2 separate regions of the Mus musculus genome follow, and region 2 is linked to region 1. A link is a contact called in public HiChIP or PLAC-seq data. All regions are on one chromosome and are shown on one strand. Each heading gives the region's core, a stretch centred on a gene start, on an enhancer-like site or on the middle of the called end of the contact. The rest is flanking DNA. Distances are from core to core; before and after follow the strand shown.

Evidence for each region. HiChIP or PLAC-seq counts read pairs in DNA pulled down with a chosen protein or histone mark.
Region 2: a contact with region 1 is called in an H3K27ac HiChIP or PLAC-seq map of stem cell-derived neural progenitor cells, with 4 times the contacts expected there. The contact joins two enhancer-like sites. A contact is called at or near these places in 1 of 484 Hi-C or Micro-C datasets (cortical neurons) and 3 of 115 datasets of contacts at active chromatin or transcription factors (embryonic basal ganglia, neural tube and stem cell-derived neural progenitor cells).

Annotation. Positions count from the first base shown.
Region 1 is chr9:71,956,840-71,962,439 of GRCm38.p6, reverse strand. The region is part of intron 5 of Tcf12 (transcription factor 12); the gene reads left to right. Among named protein-coding and RNA genes, the nearest start is that of Tcf12, 150 kb to the left of the region's middle. Within about 2 kb of position 2,524, at least 87 of the 459 cell types and tissues checked have an H3K27ac peak or open chromatin away from gene starts, as enhancers often do. A contact at or near this core is called in cortical neurons, embryonic basal ganglia and stem cell-derived neural progenitor cells, where this site is marked.
Region 2 is chr9:72,152,604-72,158,418 of GRCm38.p6, reverse strand. No RefSeq gene overlaps it. Among named protein-coding and RNA genes, the nearest start is that of Tcf12, 44 kb to the right of the region's middle. Within about 2 kb of position 2,793, at least 41 of the 459 cell types and tissues checked have an H3K27ac peak or open chromatin away from gene starts, as enhancers often do. A contact at or near this core is called in cortical neurons, embryonic basal ganglia and stem cell-derived neural progenitor cells, where this site is marked.

The DNA.
Region 1 (5,600 bases), core at 1,275-3,774:
GCCATGGCAGAAGAGTGAAAGTGAGTGAGGAGCATCCTTTTTTTGTGAGGAAAGGATGTGCTCAAAGAGTGATGACAGCTTCTTAGGCCTGGGAAGCCACTGACCTGATGCACTTTGTGAGGCAAAATACTGAACAGTAGCTATAGATTTATAAGCCCTTCTATAAAATAGCTAAGTTGTGTTGATATTAATTCAAAAGCATTATGAAAAATAGAATTCTTACTTTCCAATGAAATACTTACAAGTTAGTTACACAAGGTAGTTTTGCAGTTGGTCAGCACTGGCAGATACTGTCTTGATGTACTGACAGTTGATAATTCAGATTCACTTCCTGACAGAATAAATGCAGCAAGTCACATCACCTGAGATACACCTCCAAATCTGCATAGCCTGAGCTACTCTGGAGGAAAGCTCTGGCAAATGGAGAGCTGCTTTGGCCTGTGACAGCAAGGTCACAGCAGTTAGGACATGTAAGAGAGCCTAAGATGGTACAGGCTGTTTCCTAAAAAGTTATTACAAGACCACTCGAGCAATATCTGAGTTAAACAGTAAATATAGAAAGGTTAATTAGATCGTTTTGGTCTGTTGTACAGCACACATGTTCACGTACACACTAAAGATGTTTGAAGACAGTAGAATGATGTTCACAACTGACTTTTAAAATGGTACAGAAAGAAAAGTTTCTGTCCTTGTAACTTTTTTTTTGTTAAGTGTAGGACTTTACAAAATTAAAACAGTAACCAAAAAGATTGTTTAAAACCTAAATGGGAAAATCTCTGAATGAGTTTTTAAGATTGATGTTGAGAGCTGGAGAAATAAAGAGCTTGCCTAGAAGGTCTGAAAGAAGGTCCCAAGGACTCATAGAAAATCTTGGTGTGGTGGTGTTGGAGGCCACCTTAGCACTTGTGTGTAGGGTAGGGGTAGGAATCGGAAAATCTTTGGGACTCACTGGCCAGCCAGTATGACTAAATTGGTTACTTTCAGATTTCACTGTGTGCCCTTACCTAAAAAACTAAAATGTAAGGTGATAAAGGAAGACACCTGCCATCAACTCTGGCTTCTATACACATGTATGCGTGCGCACACACACACACACACACACACACACATACATACACACACATCATCACCATCATCATCATCATCACCATCACCACCACCAAATATAAGTAACAAATAAATTTAGTAAAAGCAATCTTGTGTTCATGAATAAGGAACAAAACCGTCTTCACCTATATTAGATTCTCCTGCTAGAGTCTTATAAATAGCCCGGCTAAGGACAGAATAACTAGAGAAACAAAAGTTTCCTAATGTGTAGCAGACTAGCTTGTAGGCATCCAGAGATCAGAAACGGAAAGGGATGGCTGGAGCTGCCTTGCTATAAGGAAGAACAGACGCTTAAGGAAGCAGAGGACTTTATCTGGGTGTGGTGCCTGAGTCCTATTTGCAAGAAGAGATTAGGGTTTTCATATGGAGTTTTTGTTTGTTTGTTTGTTTGTTTGTTTGTTTGTTTGAGAAATTCTGCTTTTAAACAGATAAATGATTTCAAGAATTCATACTTTAAACATAAAATGATTGTTTCAGAGTCGCCCCCCTCCCCCCAGCTGGCCCTAAACCCTGAATTCCTTCCACAGCTTCATAAATGCTAGGATTACAGGTGTGCATCCTTCCCCAGTACAAAGTAATCCTTATGCTTCAGTGACCGACTTTGATGCTGTGCTGCAATGCTTGTAACTTAAAAATGATGTATTAATTATGGGTACCTCTTACATTTATATTCTCCATTTAGTATGAATTTGTTTTTCATATAAATAAAGCACAGAGCTTTTTATATAGTATGGTGAGGATAATCAATAATTAATGTCATGAAGTTACAGAGGAACCAGTACCAAAGGAGAGTGTAGCTGATGGTCACAGGTTTCTTTTTTGCTTTTTTAAAGCTTTGTCACTATGTTTCAATATTAAGTGCAGTTTAAATAAAATTAACTAATATATCTGTAAATTTATTAGATGATATTTTCCTTACATTATAGAGAGCTCTTGTTAAAAATCACATACTTAATAGTCACTGTGTTTATAATAAATTTGTATTTTAAGTTAGAATAACTTCTAATTATCAAATTCTCTTAAATTTATATGAGATTTAAAAAAAATTTTTTTTAAAGCCAAAGCTTAGGACTCTAAGTACTACAACATTTAGTTGAGGAAGAACTTCCAAGACACAAGGGGGCACTGTCTTTCTATAATCTGAATGAATTTTACCTAGCTTTTTCCTTACTGTAAATGTTCTTCTTTCCCCAAATTTTTCTTCATAATCATATAAGCTAAAATATTATTTGGCTAAATCTACAATACTCAAACCCATTGTAAGCATTCCTAGTTTACAATTCACCATGCCAGTAGCATAATGCTGAACCTTTTCATGTGTTTACATGAGTTTGAGAACGGCGAATGATTGGCAGGTTGGAGGTGGTCAGCACACTCGGCTGTTGCTGTGTGGGTCTGGGTGGAGACTGCTGTAGAACCATTGGGTTGCTCTGGGGAGTACAGCGACTATGCTTGCAGAGCAGCAGGATAAAGACTGCACTGTTCCAGCTGCAGCTGCATTTTCCATCAAGTATCGCGTTGGTGCTGATGACTGTTTTGTTTTTATTGTCATGGAAACTTGGATCTGTAGAATGGATATTCTATTCATCTGGGAAAATAGCAATTCCTTGCATAAAACATAGGGCCTTCCAGAGCAGTTCCTTAAAATAGATATTCCCTGAGTATGATCCAAAAATTTGAGGAAGTAAGAGTGGAAGAAAGCAGTCGTCTGACCACTTGTTCAGAATTAACGGATAACTACATTAAGCTCATTACTTGCCATTAGAAATTTGAAAGGCATGGCATTTATTTAGTCAGTGTAATTGCTATCTGCCCTCTAGACATTTCTTTCAGATATTAAGATCTGTTGGGAATTCTGAACCTATGTCCTATTAAGCAATTGCTTAACAAACAGCCCTTTTAACTTCATGCTGCTTATCTGTTATAATCTTCCACTCAAATGTCTTTCGTCATGGAACACTTTTTAAGGAGCTTTACTCAAAATGAAGAAATGCTACTAGAAATTATTATTCGTTTTGGGAATGAAAAGAAAGAACAGAATTAACGATGAGGTCAAAAGGTCCTTATACATAGCTTTATGAGTTGTGAATAGAAAGGAATAACCACAAGCCATTTTCTGTGTAGTCCAAGGGAGCTCTAATTGTAGTTAGTGATTTAGAAAATACAAATGTTTAGTAAATGATAATAACATGCAGATGAGGCCAGTGTGAGTTAAAAGAATTCTCAAACTTATATTGAGAAGAGGGATAGTTATGTTATGACAGCCTATTGAAAGTTATTGGTGAGGCTTTCTACAGGGTAAGGCTTTTTAACATCTTAAAAAAATAAGAGAGAAATGTCAGAGTGCCAATGTTTTAAGTAAGAAAGTCAGTAATAACCTATGACAGGAAGTGTCATTTGAATGGGACATGGAAGTTCTTCCCAGAGAATGGTTGTGCCAAAGGGCTATTGAGCCCTGTAAACTTCAGTAGAGCAGAGGATTTGAAATGTAAAAAAAAAAAAAAAAAAGACACATACAAATCTATAAAAATGCTCAGATAGAAGGGCAGAGGAGATGGCTCCTTTGAAAAGGTATTTATCACACAGGTGTGAGGATCCCAGTCCTAGAGAGGTAGAAACAGGAAGCTTGCTGGGATTCACTGGCCTGCCAGTTTAGCAAGTGTGGGATCTCAAAGACCCAATGGGCCACAGACAACATTGTGTGATGAGATCACAAATATATTTGTCTACATTGGCTATAATACTTATTTTTTAACTTATTTTTTAAGTGTAAGGATTTTTTATTTGTGCATATATTTATGTGGAGCTGGGGTAGCTGTGTGAGGTAATTAGTTGTAGGTGAGTTCAGGTGTTTTTAGAGTTCATGGGCCTCAGGCCCCAGTGTGGAGCTAAAGTTAGAGGCTGTTGTGAGCCATCCAATCTGAGTGCTGAGAACTGAACTTAGGCTCTCTGCAAGAGCATTATGTGCGCTATTAATCACTGAGCCATCTCTGCAGCATCTTAAGTATAAGTTTTAGTGTCGGTTTTAAAACTATGTTTTACAGAGCTTAATTGCTTTATTGTATGTGTGTGTGTGTGTGTGTGTGTGTGTGTGTATGTGTGTATACATATATATGGAGAGAGAGAGTCTGATATAGGTAAACAATTTTCAAAGTCAATGTAATTCCTATCCAACAGAGAGATGTGCTTTAAGAATGACTTCTAAATAATATGATTTACTAACATCTTGTACAAATACCTATAACAAGAATTTTTAAAACTTGCACAACTATGTGACATTGAAGTTAACTAACCAAAAGCTGATTGCAGAAAACTCGGAACTGGGCATTCTGTGAGTGAAATGAAGAGAGAGAACTGGACTGTCTCCAGCTTTGTAACCTTTGGTAAATAACTCCATGCTTTACAGAAGACAATATTCATAAAGCAAGCAGTTTGTTGCTCATTCACATGTGTCAGCTCACTTTAGTGAGATTTCCAATGCCATGTAAAGTATCTCTCAAATTAGAGACCAGAATCTCTTTACAACATTTTAAAATAGAAACATTAAATAAAATTCTAGATTTTCTAAAAGTTTTGTTTGTTTGTTTGGTTGGTTGGTTGGTTTTGGCATCAACTGAATTATGGCAAAATGTTACAGAATAAGTAGCTGGGGTTTGGAAGGCAGACAGGTGAGGAGGAACTTGGTATTTGCTTTGGTTTCCTGAGTGCTGCTCTATGTGCACAAGTGAGGCAGTTTAACTTGAGAGCAAGGAGAAATTCCCCACATAGGAATACAATGAGTAATTGCTGAAACTCAGGTGAAGCTGAAAAGATTTTTTCCATCTAAAGCTGTTGTGTTGGCAGAAGTAAATTAGTACTGTCCTGGACGTACTGCAACAAACTTAAAGGCAAGCCTGGGAAAGGACTAAACTAATTCCAAGGCACTTGACTGTTGCCTGGCATTTTTTAAGGAATACAGCAAAATCTAGCACCCCAAGTACACATTTTCTAAGACCTAGCATTGACTTATATATCACTAGGACATAAAATGGATTGGGGAATTTGAAAAACATTCATCCCAGAAAGTATGTAGATGTGGAACCAACAACGAAGGATATTGAGGTAGCTGTTAGAAATGTGTTCATCAGCTCAGGTATGTAGAGGAGATGGTGATGCCAAAGGAGAGAAACTCATGGAATTTCTGAGTGAGAGTATATTATCTGGAAGGAAATGTGGAGGATGAGAGTGACTGCCAAGTACTTGCAGCAGCAGCAGCTTTTCTGATCCATGAGAGCTGAGTTGCAGATATTTGACTTAAACCCGAAGGAGAAGGCACATTTGGTGGCTAATGTCTATCTATATCTCAGTACTCAGGAGGCTAAGGCAGAGTTACTGCAAGTTTGATGCCAGTTTGAGCCACAAAGTAAAACTGTACACACACACTCACACACACACACAGACAGACACACGCACACACACTGCAGGTCAACATGATACACAAACTAGAAAAAGCA
Region 2 (5,815 bases), core at 1,544-4,043, 200 kb before region 1:
TATTCTGTTGCCTCAGGTCAGTATCATTGTCCACAGACTGGACAAAACTTGACTGTGACCCCACTAAGAGCTTCAGCTGGTCATGTTTGTCCCAGCTCGGCCATATTTTCTTTAATGGCAGGAAATCTACCGCCTACCTCTATCACCTGGGGTCAGTTAACTGAATGTTTTGATTCTGCTTTGATCTAGCTACAATTACTTCATCAAAGAATGAAACAAAACAAAACAAAACAAAACAAAAAAAAAACAAAACAAAACCATGTCGTACATATTCTGTCAAGTGTAGTTCATTCTTTATTTCTTACACTTCCCGTCACTGTAATACTTCACATGTGTGAAAATGTATGCACAGAAGCACACATACTGCACAGATGAATGTCAGCATCTTTAAAAGGGTAAAGAGAGGGAGATGGATGGGCGCAGCTTTAATGCTTGCATGCTGCCCTGAATGCATAAGCCAATCTACGTATGAGAAAGCACACATTGAAAATGGAAGCAGAGCCAGGCAGTGGTGGCGCATGCCTTTGATCCCAGCATTTAGGAGGCAGAAGCAGGTAGATTTCTGAGTTTGAGGCTAGCCTGGTCTACAGAGTGAGTTCCAGGACAGCCAGGGCTATACAGAGAAACCCTGTCTCAAAAAACAAACAAGAAAGAAAGGAAGGAAGAAAGAAAGAAAGAAAGAGAGAGAGAGAGAGAGAAGGGAGGGAGAGAGAGAGAGAAAGAAGGGAGGGAGGGAGGGGAGAGAGGGAAGAAAGAAAGAAAGAAAGAAAGAAAGAAAGAAAGAAAGAAAGAAAGTAAGTGGAAACAGAATGGGGGCTAAAGAGATGGCTCAGAGGTTAAGAGCACTGGCTGTTCTTCCAGAGGTCCTGAGTTCAAGTCCCAGTAATCATACGGTGGCTCACAACCATCTGTAATGGGATCTGATGCCCTCTTTTGATGTGTCTAAAGATAGCTACAGTGTACTCATGTAAATAAAGTAAATAAAAGTAAAATAAAATAAAGTTTTTTTTTTTTTTAAAGAAAGAAAATGGAAGCAGGAGAGCAGACAGGCAGTGACTGGGTGTATGACCTGGATCTGCTGCTGTGGCCTCGTGAGCAGCATGGCCATTTTTGGAGAAGGAGACTCTCTGGCCATGAGCTGATGGAGCCTCTGGGGTTATGCAACATGGGCCCTCTTAGGACTTTGGAAGTTTCTTCACTTCATACTTTTTAATCTCCCAGTGACTAAGAGATATAGAAAGGAAAAAAAATAAAGAGAAAGAATACAGAAATATACATTGAGCTAATTAATAACTATAACAGCTAACATGTTTTTCTAACCTTCTCTATAAGCCAGGATAAAACACTATCATTATCTATATTTCACAGATAATAGAATGGAAGTCTAGAGATGTTACATAACCCTTCCAAGACCGCACAGCAACAAATGGGGAAGAGATGAGGGTTAGACTAAGGGCAATAGATTCTATTCTTTGCCAAATTGTGACCTTCTGTGCAGATAGGCTAAAGGTATCTCTAATTTAAATAAAGATTCCTTTTGCTTAGAGAAGTATCCTTACGGGGAAGGAAGCACTCGGGAAAAGCTGCCTCCCATCATGAAATCAGATTTAAGCAGGGCCTAGTGGCCCACCAGTGTTCCCAGTGTTCCCAGTGTTTGGAAAGCTAAGACAGGGGAACCATGAGCTCTATTCAGCCTAGACTACATAACAAGATACTATCTCAACAGACCAAAAAAGAGTGGAAAAAGAAGAGAGAGGAGGAGGAAGAGGAGAAAGAGGAGGAGGATGCAGGAGAAATAGGGAGGGAGGGATGGAGAAAGGAAGAAAAAAATCAGGTTTTGTAAAATGAAGGAAAACTAAGTTCTAAATATTATATTCTTGATGCAGTAATTATTCACAAGTAATCCACAAATTAAAACATTAAGGGCCTAGGGTTACATCTGCACTCAGCAGAAATGCTAAGAGGGCAACGAGCAATCCTTAACTGATTGTCTAGCACTTCATTTACAGAGGCATAAAGAAATATCGGATAAAGAGGGAACATCACAGAAGCACAGAAGAGTCGAGCTACAAAAGGAACAGTCACACGAGCCTCCTTGAAGGAAAGAATGCAAGTTGGCCTGGATATTTTAAAACGGAGTCCTCAGTACTCTGTCCCTGATTTCTTGGTTCTCAACGTTCAGCTATCCGGATTTCTGCACATCCGATTTATTGTACAGAATCATATTCATGTGGAAATGCCACCAACTTCACAGGAAGTTTTAACTTGAAAACCCCGGATTCAGGCAGGAATGGCTTGAGATGCAGCAAGAACCCCCCCCCCCCCGCGCGCCCCCAGTCCACCCTAGTGTCACAGCCACGCAGAATCCTTGGGATGGGTGACATGTTCAGTGCTGTTGAGGAGCATTTTACAGGTAAGATGCAACAGCATTGTTTGACTGCCCCAGCTCTGTCCGTTGCCCAGCAGTCTATTCTGCGGCTTGTGCAAACATCCCATTCTCTGAGCTTGGCTGCGGCTTGCAAAAGGTCTTCATTTAAAGCACAACATTTGGAAAACGATCTGCAGTATACATTGTTCTGTAAGATATAGAATCAAAAGGTAACAACCCATCAAAGCCAAGAAATGTTTCTTGGCTACAATGGGTGGGCTGCAGACCTGGCCACCCACTCGCCAGCTGCAGGAAATGAATTTAAAGTAAGTCGGTCATTTGTCTCAGGACAAAGTACACTGCCAAATATTTTAGCCCCATTTGTCAGCCCTGCTCTATTCCAGTGAATTCCGTCAATCCGTGGGTAGCCGAGTTGCTTATTCTCTGTAGAACAATAAGCTTAACCCACTAGGTTTATTTGTTTAAGTCATCTGGTGAATTCTTTTAAATTATGCCTTGTTTCTGGTAGCGCTTGTGTTTTGCATTCATGTAAGCTTCTGCCGCAGCTGCTCCGGAAGAAAAGAAAAGGCGGCTCTTGCAGAGCAGTGAATAGAGAATACGATTTTAAACTTTCCTTTCTTTCTCCTAAATTTAGCATCTGGCATATGGAATATTCAGCGGGTAGCTCAGCAGGGACAGGCTTACTGTTTTTCATACCTGCCACTGAGGTGTTTGGCATTTTGGTTTGCTAGAGAACAAAATTTTTGAGCCCATTATTGTGCGCCCTCCCTCCCCGGTGGTGTGTGTGTGTGTGTGTGTGTGTGTGTGTTTGTATACACATTCTTATACTTCTGGGCATGATGAACAACCACTTAGGTCTCTAGAGGAGAGTCTAAAAGACACTGGCTACTAATAGACAATGTTTTACATTTAAGAAATGTATATTGAATGATTTAAATGGAGAGGGGGTTGTTTATAACCCAGGAACTGCACTTATCTGATGAGAATTGTCACAGAATGTTATTGAAGAAGAGCAGCTATTGAATCAGAATTCCACCAACATTTCTAAACGTGGTGTACAATATGCACTAATCTAGGTAATAACACTGTTTTTTGTTTTGTTTTGTTTTGTTTTCGGTTTTTTAAGACAGGATTTCTCTGTGTAGCCCTATTTGTCCTGGAACTTGCTCTATAAACCAACCTGGCCTTGAACTCAAGAGACTCTCCTGCCTATGCCTCCTGAGTTTGAGGACTAAACTCATGTGCCAACAGCACCTGGCAGTAATACTACTTTTAAAGAAAAAAAAATAAAGTTTCAAATATGAACAATTAGAAAATATAATACCCTAGGCTGAGACAGGGACAGTGAGAGGATAGAAAGTCCCAGGCAATCCCAGGGCCTGGCTTGATGAGATGGCAAAGCACAGAATCATTAATGTCCCAAGGAAAGGCCACTCATTGACCAAGTGTTCTAGTCTGGAACTACCCACCCGCTCCCTCTCCCCCTTTCCCCTCCCCCTTTCCCCTCTCCCTTTCCCCTCCTCCAGGCACTATAAAGGTTGCCTGGATCCTGAGGATACTAACTTCATCAGTGACTTAACCTACTGATGAGTTCATAGCTGAACAGGCTAGTAAGAGGTGGGCCTGGTCACAGGTCATGGGAGAGGGCCTTGTGCCTTTGAGGGATAGATCTTGCTCTTAACCCTTCCTCCTTCTTGCTTCCTCGGATTACTGACTGTGAGCAGCTGAGTCCAGAGCTCTGTTGAAACAAAAGCTAATGATACAGCCTTGGGCCGACCTTAGAGGTAAGCCAGCATTGTGGTCCATCACCTCCTCCCGGGGCTCTTTGGTTTTGTTTGTTTGTTTGTTTGTTTGTTTGTTGTTGTTGTTTTGATGATGATGATGATGGTAAGGAAGTCCTACACTGCATAATGCTTTGCATTCAGACCACATGGAACTATAAAATGAGGCTGCAAACGTGAATAGTACAAAGCAATCTTTTTCTTTTTTTCTTTCTTTCTTTTTGTTTTTTGTTTTTGTTTTGTTTTGTTTTTTGAGGCAGGGTTTCTCTATATAGTCCTGGCTGTCCTGGAATTCACTCTGTAGGCCTCAGACTCAGAAATCCGCCTGCCTCTGCCTCCCAAGTGCTGGAATTAAAGGCGTGTACCACCACTGCCCGGCTAGTGCAAAGCAATCTTAAATATCAACAGGAAAATTATCCTATGATCTTTATAAGTTTTTATTTTTAAAAAATATAGGTCTCCTTGAGGGCATGAGAATGGGAGGAGTGTATACCCTGCACTTTGCTAGGGCAACAAAGTGGAGCTGGCTCTGATGGCAAGGACCTGGGTGAGCCAGCCCCAAGTATGCAGGAGTGGGAGAGCTGGCCCAACCCCTCATAGGCAGATGCACTTGGGAAAGTAGGCCTTGTGCCTTAACTGAGCAGCACAGTGGAGCTGGCTATGGAGGTTGAGGTGCAGGTGAGCTGGCCCAAGGGTATGAGAGCAGGAGAGCAGACCATGCCTCCTGCCGATGGCGGCTTTGGGTAGCCTAGCCTGAGCAGTACTAGACAGACTTGGCCGACTGACCAATTCAGCTACCACACAGACCCAGATCCTTGGTTTTGAGTTGGCCCACCCCAAAATCTACTCCATCTATGAACTGCTAGAGCATGTGAAAGTGCCTGTCCTGTAGATCCAAAGCTGCAGGATCTCCATGACATAGGGCAATAATAACCAGGAGGAGACCTGGTGAAGATCCAGTACTGATGCTGCCACAGAGGCCAGAAATCTTGAACCATTGCAGGGAATGTTTGCAAGTGAAGATGTGTCACCTGAGGGATATACTGTGGGTCAGACTGTGACTTACTACGGCTTCACAATGAGATGGTGTCTATGCTTTGTTATTGTTAGTGTGTGTGTGTGTGTGTGTGTGTGTGTGTATGTGTGTGTTTGAGGAGGGAGGAAACAAGGGCAAAGGGACAGGGAGATGTGTGTGTGTGTGTTTGAGGAGGGAGATAACAAGGGCAAAGGGACAGGGAGATGGGCAGAACTAGAATACATGATGTGAAACTCACAAAGAATCAATTAAAAATTTGAAAAAGGAAAGAGTTATTCAAGAGCTGACTTCTTCCAGAGGGCCCATGTTTGTTTCTCAGCACTCACACGGGTGTTCACAATTGTCTGTCCACTACAGCTCAGCGAATCTAATGTTCTCTTCTGGCCTTCATGGTTAGCATGTACACATGTAGTGCACAGTCATACATGTAGGCAAAATGCCCATACACATACACTTAAGAACATATCACATTTTAAACATTTATTTATTACTTGTAATATAATTTTTAATTTATTGAGACTTTCTTAAGAATACTATCATTACATCATTCCCACCCCTTGATCTTCTCCTCCAAATCTTCTCATACTCCCCCCAATTCCCTCTCAAATT